2 separate regions of the Callithrix jacchus genome follow, and region 2 is linked to region 1. The links are chromatin contacts, called in public Hi-C maps. All regions are on one chromosome and are shown on one strand. Each heading gives the region's core, a stretch centred on a gene start, on an enhancer-like site or on the middle of the called end of the contact. The rest is flanking DNA. Distances are from core to core; before and after follow the strand shown. Region 1 holds the start of LYPLAL1 (lysophospholipase like 1). Region 2 holds the start of TGFB2 (transforming growth factor beta 2).

Region 1 (6,397 bases), core at 2,864-5,363:
GAAAGACTGGACTGAAAAAGAGTAAGGTCGCCGGAACTGAGGCAATGGTTATATTAAAGTTTATAAGCTCATTTTTAAAAAGTAAAGTTTTCTGTTTTATAAGAATTCAAGACCTGTAGGCTTTTTTTTTCTAGCTTTTCTTTCATGAATAAACAGGGGGAATATATAAAGGAACTTGTTTTGTTAATCTATAAAAAATGTTAAATTACCTAAAGTTGAAGTATTTTGTGCAATGTGTATGGTATGTATTATTTATGTACATGTGTTTCTCTCTCTCTCTGAATGATGCAACAGATGAAAACTAACCAATAGAGAGGATATGGTTTGATGCTTAAGAATGAGCCAAACAACAAATGCATAACTGTGTACTATCTGCATGACTAATGCAACTTCATTTAACTTTACCATTTGAAAATACCAAGTACAGTAATCTTGTTTATTGTTTTTGCTTCTTTTTTGAGACAGTCTTGCTCTGTCACCCAGGCTGGAGTGTAGTGGTAAGATCTTGGCTCATTGCAACCTCTGCCTCAGGGGGCAATCAATTCTCATGTCTCAGCTACCGGAGTAGCTGGGATTACATGCATGCACCACCATACCCAGCTAATATTTTGTATTTTTAGTATAGAGGGTGTTTTGCCATGTTGGTCAGGCTGGTCTCAAACTCTTGGCCTGAAGTGAACCACCCACCTCGGCCTCCCAAAGTACTGGGATTACAAACATGAACCACTGTGCCAGGCAAAATATACAAATCTTAAAGGCTGAACTGTCAATTGTTTTTCTGTTTTTTAAGCCAAGTGTGGCCTAAAGCATTTCTCAACATGAGGAAGAACAGTAAACTAAACTCCAGCTTTGCCATTTACATGTTAGATCCTAATAGATATTGAAACCCTGCAAAACAGGAGATTTATTTTACTTTTGTTCTGTTTGCTTGCTTTTTTTATATAGAGTGGCAGAAAGCAAACAAGTAACAACAAAAAATAATTAAGAGTTATACAAAAGTAAAATAATGTATGAATAGAAATCTTCCAGTAATAATATTCCCCCACCTTTCATAGGGCAAAAGATCCACCACAAAAGAAGCAAATAGCCATTCTGAAACTTAATTACATTTCAAAGTAGTACAGTAACATGAAAGGAACAAAACATTTTTGTTCAACAGTTTGCCTACCAGATGGCATCTCTAAATATAGCAATCTAAAACCTTTGCTTATCCTATAAATAAATAAATAAAGATGAAAGGAATAGCAACAATAGCTAAGAATTTAAATCACTGAAAATAAAATAGCACTTTGGTTAGGTTTGGAAGAAGCTGGCTCATTCAAATAACGAATCTGGGAAGGTTGGAGTTGTCAGTGAAATTCAGAATACAGAAGGTTGCTTCTGGTATTTACCATCTGCTTATCGAACTGTTTAAACTGGTAGAATAGTTGGAAGAACAAATCAGGAACTAATAGCAGGAAATGGGAAAAACTAAAGAAACACAGGAACACCCAATAAATAGAGACTCTAAAGGGCCACAATACAAATTCCAGATTTTTGCTTTTGAAATAAGAGTTGGGACATGCCCTTGCTTTATTTCTCTGCACTCATGTGTAAATATGGGTAAAGTTAAGGACCTGTGCTCTGGAGTTAGGCCTAGCATATGAATCCAGGTTCTACAATTGACTGGCACTATGACTTTCAGCCAGGTTCCTTACCTCTTTGAGCCTCATTGAAAAAAGCAGATAGTAACAGTATTGAGTTTTATCGGAATTCATATAAGACAGTTTTTGGCACCTAGTGAATCCCATGAATATTAGTTGCTTATTATTACTAATAATCATGACTCTTAAATAATTACATTCTGATTTTTTGCTGTCTCAAAAGCATGGGGTGGTGTACAGCAAGATTTTCTGTTAGTAAATGGAATTCTAAGAGTAGAACTCAAAGCCTTCCCTGGCATATCTCCAAGTGGTCTCTCCTAGTAGCACTGCCCTCTTCTCACCTGGCTGTGGAAGGTTATCTAGAACTTATATGTGGAAGGCAGGTCAAAAGACAGAGGCCTTTTATTTTTATTCATTTATTTTGTTTTTTGAGACAGAGTTTCGCCCTTGTTACCCAGGCTGGAGTGCAATGGCGCGACCTCGGCTCACCGCACCCTCCACCTCCTGGGTTCAGGCAATTCTCCTGCCTCAGCCTCCCGAGTAGCTGGGACTACAGGCACGTGCCACCATGCCCAGCTAATTTTTTTTTGTATATTTAGTAGAGACGGGGTTTCACCATGTTGACCAGGAAGGATGGTCTCGATCTCTCGACCTCGTGATTCACCCGCCTCAGCCTCCCAAAGTGCTGGGATTACAGGCTTGAGCCACTGCGCCCGGCCAAGGCATTTTTTAAGAATTGGCTATCAGAGCGCAGCCTACCCTAGTCTGTCCTCCTCAGGGACTTCACTTGTACTACTCTTAGGTGCAGATCTACCGGCTTTGGAGAAATGACTCGGAATTTCTTTTTGATCTGGTTAACTAATGGCATGTAGGACCATTCTGGTTGATGGTATTATTGGTATTAATACAACACCGAGAAAGCTGTGAGTTTGGCAACTAACCTTTTATAGTAAATAATTTAGTTACCTGGAAGTAGGGTGATTACCTGGAACAAATAAAAGATAAGTTGTAATTGTTTAAACGTGATGCAGACTGCAATGAATGGGAAGACCAGTGTTTAATGGCACTTAAGCTTCTACTATGTTACTCTGTTAAATTTTACACGAGGAAAGAGCAACCTGCTGGTGCCACAGCCTTCATTATTAAAAGATACCTTTTAGTTTAAGCCTTTATAGAGGAAAAAAATTGTTTTACATGAGGAAAGAGCAACCTGCTGGTGCCACAGCCTTCAGTATTAAAAGATACCTTATGTTTCAGCCTTTATAGAGGAAAAAATCCGTTTTTTAGTATTTTTAAATTGTGGTAAAATATACATAAAATTTATTAATTTTACAGTTCACTGGCATTTATTAACAATGTTGTACAACCATCATCACTGCCCATTTCTAAAAATGTTTCAGTATTCTAAGCAGAAACTCTGTAGCATTAAACAACAACCTCCCAGCCCCCCTTCCCTTAGCCCCTGGTAACCTCTTCTACTTTCTGTCTCTATCATTTGCCAATTCTAGATATCTCATGTAAGCGGAATCATACAATTATTTGTCCTTTTGTGTCTGGCCTATTTCACTTGGCATAATGTTTCAAGGTTCATCCAAGTTGTGGCCTGTATCCAAATCTCATTCTTTTTAAAGGCTGAGTAAGACTCCATTCCAATATGCACATAGCACGTTTTGTTATCTCTCCATCTGCAGATGAACATTTGTTTCCACCTTTTAGTACTTGTGAATAGTGCTGCTATAGAACACTGATGTATGAGTATTTGCTTGAGTACCTGCTTTCGTTTCTTTTGGGTGTATACGTAGCAGTGGAACTGCTGGATCATACACTAAGTCAATGTTTAACTTTTTGAGGAACCACCAAATTATTTCTATTGCTGCGACATCATTTTACATTCCCATTAGCAATGCACAAGGTTTCTAATTTCTACACATCTTCACAAATACTAATTTTCTGGTTTTGTAAAAATAAGATCCATTCTAATGGGTATATAAAGTAGAATCTCAATAAATGAGATTTGCTTTGTAAACTACTAAAAATAAGAGACACGAAAAGAAGTTATTATTATATGTCTGACTTACCCTGTATATCAAAAGCTGCAAACATCCTGTGCCAGTCCCAAGGTAAAAAGTAAAATATGCTTCTATTAAATTTTAAACGTAATAACACTAATATTTCTACAGGTAATCTTGACTTTTGGGATTGTATTTAAAATTCCTACAGCAAATGCGAGGGTTATAAACATATCCATTAGTCATTGCAGAAGTCCATACGAGGCTGACACACGTAGAATTCCAGTCTTGGCAAAACTAAATTTAGTAAGGTTACAATTGCCTCAAACTGGACTCCAAACTGCTGAGATCTGAGAGCCGGCCAGCCGCGCTGCGCATGCGCGCTCCCGGGCGTGCTCCCTCGCGTGCGTGCGTGTTTGCGAGCGCGGCCCCGCTCGGCGACGCAGGGGCGGAGCCGCTTGACTGGCAGTGGTATCAGCGATGGCGGCTGCGTCGGGGTCTGTTCTGCAGCGCTGTGTCGTGTCGCCGGCTGGGAGGCATAGCGCCTCTCTGGTCTTCCTGCATGGCTCAGGTGGATTTCAGTTTTACGTCCTGGTTTTCTACAGCTCGGGAAACATCCTCCCCTCGGTTACCCCACTTTTGCCCAAGTGCAGGTGTCGCTGGGCCCACGTAGGGCCCGGTGGGTGGCTAACCCGTCTCCAGCCCCGGCTATGGATTCACGGGCAGCGCCGCCTGCCCCCAGCCTCCCCTCTTAGTCTTCCTCTTACTATGGGGCGGTCACTGGCCCACCACCCTCGCTTAGGGGCCTTGTGTCCCGCTGCTCAGCCAGCCCTCCATCCACACATTCTCTCCAGTGCAGCCTATACCACATCCCTATTCCTCGCCCCAAGTTTAAACTGAGCGAGTTAGTAAGGTAAGTCTTCTGCTAGAGGGAAATTATTTAGTTTTTGTCATGATCAGCTACTAGTGATTTTTCAGTCGTAATTGCCCATTGCTTTCTCCAGGCTCCCCTACTGTAGACAATTGAGATTCACAGTTAACTTAGATACTGTTTACAGAATATCTCCTTTCTGCGAGCCACTGTGTCATAGCTGGAGTCCTTTCTCTCCCTTTCCTTTTTCCTGCTCTTCTTTCCTTCCTTCCCCTTTATCGCCTGTGTCATTAAACTTCCAATATAGACTACAGGGGCAGGAGCCCCAGAGGCATTATCTTCCACTGCCTGACCTTAGTAACGTGTACTTAATGCTGTATCGTTTCTTACACTCATCTGTAATCACTTTTTTCTGTCTTCCCTACTGAATTGTGAGCTTCCCCACTGGATTGTGAGAGTAAGGGTCCTTGTGTCCATCTTTGCACCCCCAGTGCTTGGCCCAGGGTAAGCTCTCAGGGAATGTTTTTTGTTTTTTTTTTTTTGTTTTTTTTTAAAGAAATGCGATGCAGCCGGTGTCCTTAGGGGGCCTACCTAAAGTTAAAAACAAAAACAATTCAATTAGCTTGAGTCAGCAGTGCATGGAAGATCACAAGACGGTGCCTGGTTTCCTGCCAAGTGACTTGTAAGAGAAGAAAATGTGGTTAGGCATTATTAAGGCATTTGGAAGATGAAAAGCTTGTCAGACTTTTCGAAGAAAGGGGTCTTTGAGCCGAGACGGGTAGGCTAAAAGGAATGGTGATTGGAAGGGAATTGGAAAGGTTGGGCAGAGACCTGGAAAAGGGTAGTTGTGGGAGGTGTTCTCTTTATTTTGAAAATGAGGCCAGACAAGTTCAGCTGCTTGGCCAAGGTCTCTTAGCTGTTACTGTGAGTGGTGGCGGATTTGGGATTAGAACCCAAAGCTCTCCGACGTCAAACTCAGGGCTCTGGTTGGGTGAGGTGAAAAAGCTTGAAGTAGGATGTATCGTTTTGGAGATAGGGAAGAAGAGGGCTGATGGTGTTTAAAGGAAAAGACTTGGCATATATTTAGAAAGTGAGGTGTGCAAGATGACAGCGGTACTTAACTAGGAGGTTAGTAGTGCTATTTAGGGCTCCAAGACTGTTCATTCATAAGTACCCAGAAATTCCCTAGCACTATACCCTTTCACATAAATAATCAATTCTCATCATCTTTAGGAAGAATGCCTAGACTGTGTTCTTTTTTTCCTTCCTGGAGCACTTTGCTTAAAATAACTATCCTTACTCTTTTAAATTTCACATTACATTTTTATAACCTGTAAGGATATGTCTCTAAGATTCAGTCATGTATATATATTTTTTCCTTTGTACTTTGAACAAAGAATTTATGCAAAAAATTCTGCAAAGTATGCAAGTATAATGTGATTCCTATATATTTAATTCTCCATTGAAGTAAATAAAACCCTTATTGGGAGTAGGTCTTTATCATCTTCGTCTTTGGGAGTAGGTGTTCATCATCCAGTAGGTCCTCAGCAGCTAATGATTTTACATTAAACTTTAATATATGTGTTTATCATATAGGAGAAATTTCGTTTCTGCTTAATTAGAATATGGGCAAACCAGTTCTAACAGTTTTATCACACTCAGTTTTACCATCCGGTTAACCAGTTCTAACAGTTTCACTCTTAAATAAGGTACCAGCTTTTTTAAAAGTGGACATTGTGAATGGATAGATAGATGCTATTTTGTAGCTTCATTCTTATTCTTCAAGGTCGAAAAAATGTTACTAATGACAGTTGTTTTTTTTAAACCTTAAAAGCTTGAGATTTTCTTCTAGGAGATAGCAGCCATAGAAGAAC
Region 2 (6,777 bases), core at 899-3,398, 840 kb before region 1:
GGTATTCAATAAACTAAGTATATGAACAAAAGTGTGTATGTCTATGTCAGGAAGAGGGGTGTCTCTCAGAATGTATGGCTTAGGCCGTCTTCCTGGAAGTGATGTAAATGGACTTTTGCTACTCTCCCCACACTCTGATCTGAATCTACTTAACTTAAGGTGCATCAGTGTCTGTACCGGGAAGGTTGTCTGTAAACATGAGAGATGCTCACTGGCTTGTGGGAAAGCTGAACCTATATCCTCAGCAAAATATGGTGACAGCTAACTTAGGTAACCAGCAGCAATTTCACTCAGTGGCTCTAGTTTGGAGCTCCTGCTCTATGTCTATAATGGCCGCAGGTGTAGGAATATTCACTTTTTCTCCAGTCAGTAGAGCTAGCTGACTGCAGCTCTCAATCTGAACTCAGAGGGAGGACTTAACTGGATGAAACTACCAATCTGACAATAGCGCCTCTTGATTATCTTTCTCTTGGGCTACTGGGATGGTAGCTGGTTTCTAACTCCTTTCAAGTTGCTTCAATTCAAAACTGGTGTGAAGGAAATGAACCTGCCAGTACTGATTTAGACACAATTTTTAGAATTATTCAGAAATGGGTTGGAACACTTATTTTATTCCAGAGTTTTTCAATATGTGATAATGGAAAAAAGTCTGTATTCAAGGGAGTTCAGAAAATGCTGGGTTAAAAGAGTGAAACTCTGCAGGAGTTTCGGAGCCTTTATAATGATAACGTTCCGGAATGAGGAATCTAAGAGGACAGTAGAGTACCCAGTATCTCCCAGACTTGTTTGACCCAGAATTTCTGTTTGTCAGAACATATTCTGGGACCACGGTTTCTCAAAAGCACATAGTTGGTAAGAACATAGTGGATCCTGACTGCAAAAATCCAGCTCTACCACCTACTGTGGTCTTAAAGTACTTGACTTCTTTGTACCTCAGTCTCCTCATCTGCAAAACATGGATAATACCTACTTCCTCGGGTTGTTGTGAAGGTTAGATGGCCATACACAACACACATCACATCACTAAGTGTAGTACACATTAGCTATTATTATTTTATTCATCCAGTGCTCTACTCATGATCTAGGCCTCATACACATCTAAAGTATAAATTCCAAAAGTGGTGGAAGGTTCTTTGTGACTTTTCTGAACTAGGGAACATATGAACTAGGGAATAGTATAGACACCTTGGGTTTGGGGGAAAACTCAACAGAGTTTCCAGTTTAAATCATCTGTCTAGTCAGTATGGCTGCAGAGTCATGCTGAAATGAAAATGTTGACTTTGAGTAACTAAAGGTAGAAGAAGAGAAAAAGGGAAAGCGGAACAGTGGTAAGAATTATTCTTGTATTCATCTAATTTAGACTTGGTTGAAATAGAAAATGTCAAGTTATGAGTAGTGTAGAACAGTAGACATCAAACACTTAAAATTCCAGCTTCCTGGATTAATGCTGTGGAAAGAATGAAGTTGGTTGATGGTGTTTAGCCTCGCAGGAAGGTGAAGAGAAAGCCATACAGGAAGTGGCTAGGTAGCAAATTATAAAGGTGACCATTCATTCAAGTAAGTAAAAACAAATAAATGTACCTTATTCTTTAGGTAAAAAATGATGCCTCTCTGTTTTCCAGCAGTTCCCAAACAGAAGGCTACATTGTAAACTACAAACGAACAGAACAAACTCTAGGATGGCAGCCTGTTGAGGTATCCCAGGAAATTAATGATGACATTAATTTAAAAGATTGGAAGGTATGTCTTCAGGACTGGCCTGGCCCTGAGTAGACCGGCATTCCCTCCCATAGAAGCATGTGTGCACACCTAACAGAGGAGGAAAGCCTTCCGTTCTAGAGCAAGTGATTCCGTTTGGGAGGCTGTGACTGAGCTACACTAAGTAAAAACGGGAGACTTGATTGTCCTTCAACAGACCTGTCCAAATGACTAGAAAGTAAATGCCGTAAATCACAGAGCGCACATCCCACCTCCTTCCTCCCTTTCCCACAGCGGTCCTCATTTCCACACCCCCTCAACGGTTCGGGGAGAGCTCGCGGTCGAAGTAACGAGAGGACTTCTGCCTGTAATCCTAGCACGTCACTTTGTTGAAGGCAGACACGTGGTTCAGAGAGAACTTATAAATCTCTCCTCCCCGGCAAGATCCTGATGTTATCTGCTGGCAGCAGGAGGTTCGCTCCGAGCGGAGCTCCAGAAGTTCCGGACAAGAGAGAGACAGATAGAGATAGGAAGAAAAAGAGAGAAAGAGAGAAAAGACAGCGGAGCCAGAGCGCAAGTGAAAGAGGCAGGGGAGGGGGTTGGAGAATATTAGCCTAACGGTCTAGGGAGTCATCCAGGAACAAACTAAGGGGCTGCCCGGCTGCAGACCGGAGGAGACAGAGAGGGTCTATTTTAGCGTGGCAAGTGCCTACCTACCCTAAGCGAGCAAGTCCACGTTGGGGAGAAGCCAGGAGAGGTTGGGAAAGGGTGGGAGTCCCAGGGAGCCCCTACGCAACCCCCTCCGGAATAAAACTCCCCAGCCAGGGTGTCGCAAGGGCTGCCGTTGTGATCCGCAGGGGGTGAACGCAACGGCGGCGGCTGATCGTCTGTGGCTGGGTTGGCGTTTGGAGCAGGAGAAGGAGGGAGCTGGAGGCTGGATGCGTTTGCAAGCGGCGGCGGCGGCGGCAACGTGGAGTAACCAAGCGGGTCAGCGCGCGCCCGTCCGGGTGTAGGCCACGGCGCGCAGCTCCGGGAGCAGGATCCGCGCCGCCTCAGCAGCCTCTGCGGCCCCTGCGGCACCCGACCGAGTTCCGAGCACCGCGCGAAGCGCACTCCTCCCCGCGGCGCGCCGGGCTCGCCCACAGAGCGCGCGCACACGCGCACACACACACACACACACACACACGCACGCACACACGTGTGCGCTTCTCTGCTCCGGAGCTGCTGCTGCTCCTGCTCTCAGCGCCGCAGTGGAGGGCAGGGCCGAACCGCTCCTTCTTTAAATATATAAATTTCTGCCCAGGTCAGCCTCGGCGGCCCCCCTCACCGCGCTCCCGGCGCCCCTCCCGTCAGTTCGCCAGCTGCCAGCCCCGGGACCTTTTCATCTCTTACCTTTTGGCCGGAGGAGCCGAGTTCAGATTCGCCACTCCGCACCCGAGGCTGACACACTGAACTCCATTTCCTCCTCTTAAATTTATTTCTGCTTAATAGCCACTCGTCTCTTTTTCCCCCATCTCGTTGCTCCAAGAATTTTTTTTCTTACTCTCCAAAGTCAGGGTTCCCCCTGCCCGTCCCGTATTAATATTTCTCCTTTTGGAACTACTTGCCTTTTCTTCTTAAAGAAATTCAAGCAGATACGTTTTTCTACTGGGCATTGAATAGATTGTTTGCAAAAGTTTCGCCTCAAAAACAAACAAAACCAAACAACTCTCCTTGATCTATACTTTGAGAATTGTTGATTTTTTTTTTTTCTGACTTTTTTTAAAAACAACCTTTTTTCCGCCTTTAAAAAAAATGCACTACTGTGTGCTGAGGGCTTTTCTGATCCTGCATCTGGTCACGGTCGCGCTCAGTCTGTCTACCTGCAGCACACTCGATATGGACCAGTTCATGCGCAAGAGGATCGAGGCGATCCGCGGGCAGATCCTGAGCAAGCTGAAGCTCACCAGCCCCCCAGAAGACTATCCTGAGCCCGAGGAAGTCCCCCCGGAGGTGATTTCCATCTACAACAGCACCAGGGACTTGCTCCAGGAGAAGGCGAGCCGGAGGGCGGCCGCCTGCGAGCGCGAGAGGAGCGACGAGGAGTACTACGCCAAGGAGGTTTACAAAATAGACATGCCGCCCTTCTTCCCCTCCGAAAGTAAGTACTCATTTTCACTTCCATCCCCCGAGGTTTAGCGCTGCCCGGAACTCTCAAAACCGCAGCAGCTCCCGGGATCGCCCTACTCTCTCGCGGCTCCCGTTCGCTCTTTTCCCGTTCTCCTGCCCTTCGCCCCATCCACCTCCTCCTTTCCAGCTGTATGCCTGAGGCCATCGGGCTTTAAAACGTTTACTTTCTACTTTATTTTCTCCATCTCTCCCTTCCCCCAACAATTCAGCCCTTTAAAAGGCGTTATTCTCTTTTTCTCTTCCCTAAAATTCTTTAGTCGGCCACCAGCTAGGAGTCAGCCCCACTCTGTCAAACTAGAGGTGCTCCCAGGGGGAGAGTTAAACTTGGGAATCTTGGTAGGTTTGTTTTCTTTGCTCCGATTGGCGTGGAGCGCGCCGAATTGGTGCACGAAGGGGTTAAAAAAAGTGTCTCAAAACTAGCCTCTCCGGAAGGCGCCCCCTTTCCGTGCTGACCTATCAGCCGGTTCCCCAAGCCTTCTCTGTTGTCTCTAACTCCCCTAAAAATGTCAGCATCGCCGAGACAAAACCCGATTTGGAGACCTCCTGAGAAACCTACCTGGAAACCCTCAGTCCTTGATGTATCGTTTGCCATCACTAGATGCTTAATTACCCAAAGACAAAAATCCTATCACCACGTTCCCTTTTCACCTGGAGTGGTAGAAAGGACAACTTCGTTTCTGACTGTGTTTTAAAAGGTTTTAGTTCACGTTATTTTTCAGAATACACCCAAACCTGCCGTATTCAGAACTCCAATGTAGCAGATCATTTTTCCTAGGTTTTTTTCTGGTCTGTTATCCCGCTCCTGCCTTTTTGTAGGCTTCCTGCAGTTATTTCAATGCATTTCTAAAACGCAGAGTAGACGACAGCCGTTTTTTTTTTTTTTTTTAAACTGGCTTCTCTGAGAACAGTGTCCTCAAAACCAGCTGGCATACAGTAGCAATGGGAGTGAAATGATTTATTGTAGAGGAAGGGAAGAGACAGTGTAGAATTATTTCAGAGTTCTTTAAAAAAAAAAAAAACACACACAACAGAAAACAAACAAACAAACAAACAAAAAACAAACACGAAAAGAGGCAGCAGCATCCACTAATACCTGAGAGGGGTTAAATACCAGGAAGAAGAATAAGAAAAGAAAAACAAACAAACAGAACGCTCTTCAACATTTGCCTATTCCAAATCCCAAGTCGTAAACTTCTCATTGGTTGCTCATTTCTCTCCTCCCCTTTCCATGCCCTATATACTTGCTGGCTGCCTTTGCAAAGTCTCTGTGTCTTGCCTAAATAGATAATACAGCCATCTCGATAATTTTATCATAGAGGTTCTAATTGCAGGGTGGTGCTTTTCTTTTTTAATATTTATTTTTAGTTTGACAAGTCCTAGCTATGTGACTTGTCATGTCTTGTACTTGATGGTCTCAGAAGTCAGCCCGTGTGTCTAATCGCAGTCTTCCCGGTGACCTTTATTTTGCTGCAGCTTCTCCTGTTCTTCTTGTATAGCAGAACAGATGCAGAGAATTCTGGCAAGCAGGAAGATTTTATTACTGTAATTATGGCACTATCCACAGCAGTGTTGATAAATACACTCCACCCCTGGTTATCCCCTTGGGGAAGTAAAGCTTTCTATCTGGGGTGGAGCCAGGAAGATATTAGGAAAGAAAGTTCATTGTAATTAGTCCAAAACCATTGAGACAAACAAGGAGTTGAGTCAGTTTGCTTTTTCTAGCACGTGCACCGGTTCTACTGGTATTTGGGCAGAGAGGAAAGTATGTTATGTAGAACCCGAATAACTCATCTTTCAATGTTTATATGCAAAAGTTCTAATAAACTGCCAGGGCTTTTACAACACAGAAAGGAGCTCTGGTCTCATTACCGAATAGGTGTGGAGAGAGCAAGTAACCCAAGAGGGCATTACTTCTTTGTTCTCTCAAGCACGCTTCAGTCTGAAGAGCTGAGATGGTCCGACCCGGGGTCATGGTCATCAACAAACTGGAAAAATTCCTAGATTATTAGGAGGATTTCAGAGTATGGCATGTAGCATCAATGTGTGGATTCTCCTCTCCATTTCACTGCAGCCACCAAATAAATGAAAACCTCTGATACATCCAGGATAAATAAAACATACTGCCAGTTTTCATGCAAAGAATACAGGCTTTAAAAAGTCTATATTCCGTATGGAAATTTAGGAGCAGACAGCCATAGCAACAGCAGGTTTGATACTACCGTGCGAGGACTGGATAACTTTATAGAAAAGAGGTTAACTGATTTTCCAGCACTTTCTAGTTACATTGGAATATAGCAAACCCTTCCAAAAAAAAAACCTTATTTTTAAAAATCAGATTGAAAGTACAGCATTGGTGTATATACCAGCTTTCCCTCTTTAGGACTTTTCTGCCTAACTTTTAACTCAGCTGTCACTGAAGTGGCTGTGGGGAGGGAGTGTGCCTGCCATTCCTTGCAGTGAGTCTTGTGAGGGTCATAAGCCCCAGAGATGAAGGCATGGGAAAGATCACTGGTTCATTTTTTACCACCAACTTATTAGCGTTGAGGGAGTGAGTGCAGCTCAAGTATTACAAATATGCTCTAATTATACTCAATGAGCTATATATCATTAGAGATCGCTGATAGCCCTTTGTAGGACATTTTATAAAGTTCAGACTAAATATTTTTAGCAATGTGGAGATTTAAAAGTAAAAATATAAGAGATATTGTATATGCCCTCAGGCATATTTTGTCTTAAATATTATCCTTGGCCAAGTGTACTACATAAATACAGTAAATATGAATAGAACTGGCCAGGTGCCAATCTCCTAGGATGAATTTTAGTCAAGAATGTATTTATGGGATATAAATAATACTGTGTCAACATTTAAAGAAGGGGTCTGATTAGTTTTGAATTTATTCATATTGATCT

The links. Hi-C and Micro-C count contacts between places; a contact is called where the count stands out from the background.
Region 2: a contact with region 1 is called in a Hi-C map of skeletal muscle, with 5 times the contacts expected there. The contact joins the promoter of TGFB2 here to the promoter of LYPLAL1 in region 1. A contact is called at or near these places in 2 of 3 Hi-C or Micro-C datasets (both in skeletal muscle).

The regions. Positions count from the first base shown.
Region 1 is chr19:9,883,713-9,890,109 of calJac240_pri, reverse strand. It overlaps LYPLAL1 (lysophospholipase like 1), which reads left to right and starts at 4,113. Exons shown (of 5, transcript XM_078356548.1): 1 at 4,113-4,565. LOC103789190 (a long non-coding RNA gene) reads right to left here and starts at 4,048. Exons shown (of 9, transcript XR_013529725.1): 1 at 3,722-4,048.
Region 2 is chr19:10,720,906-10,727,682 of calJac240_pri, reverse strand. It overlaps TGFB2 (transforming growth factor beta 2), which reads left to right and starts at 2,148. Exons shown (of 8, transcript XM_035281121.3): 1 at 2,148-3,838. The coding sequence starts at 3,493.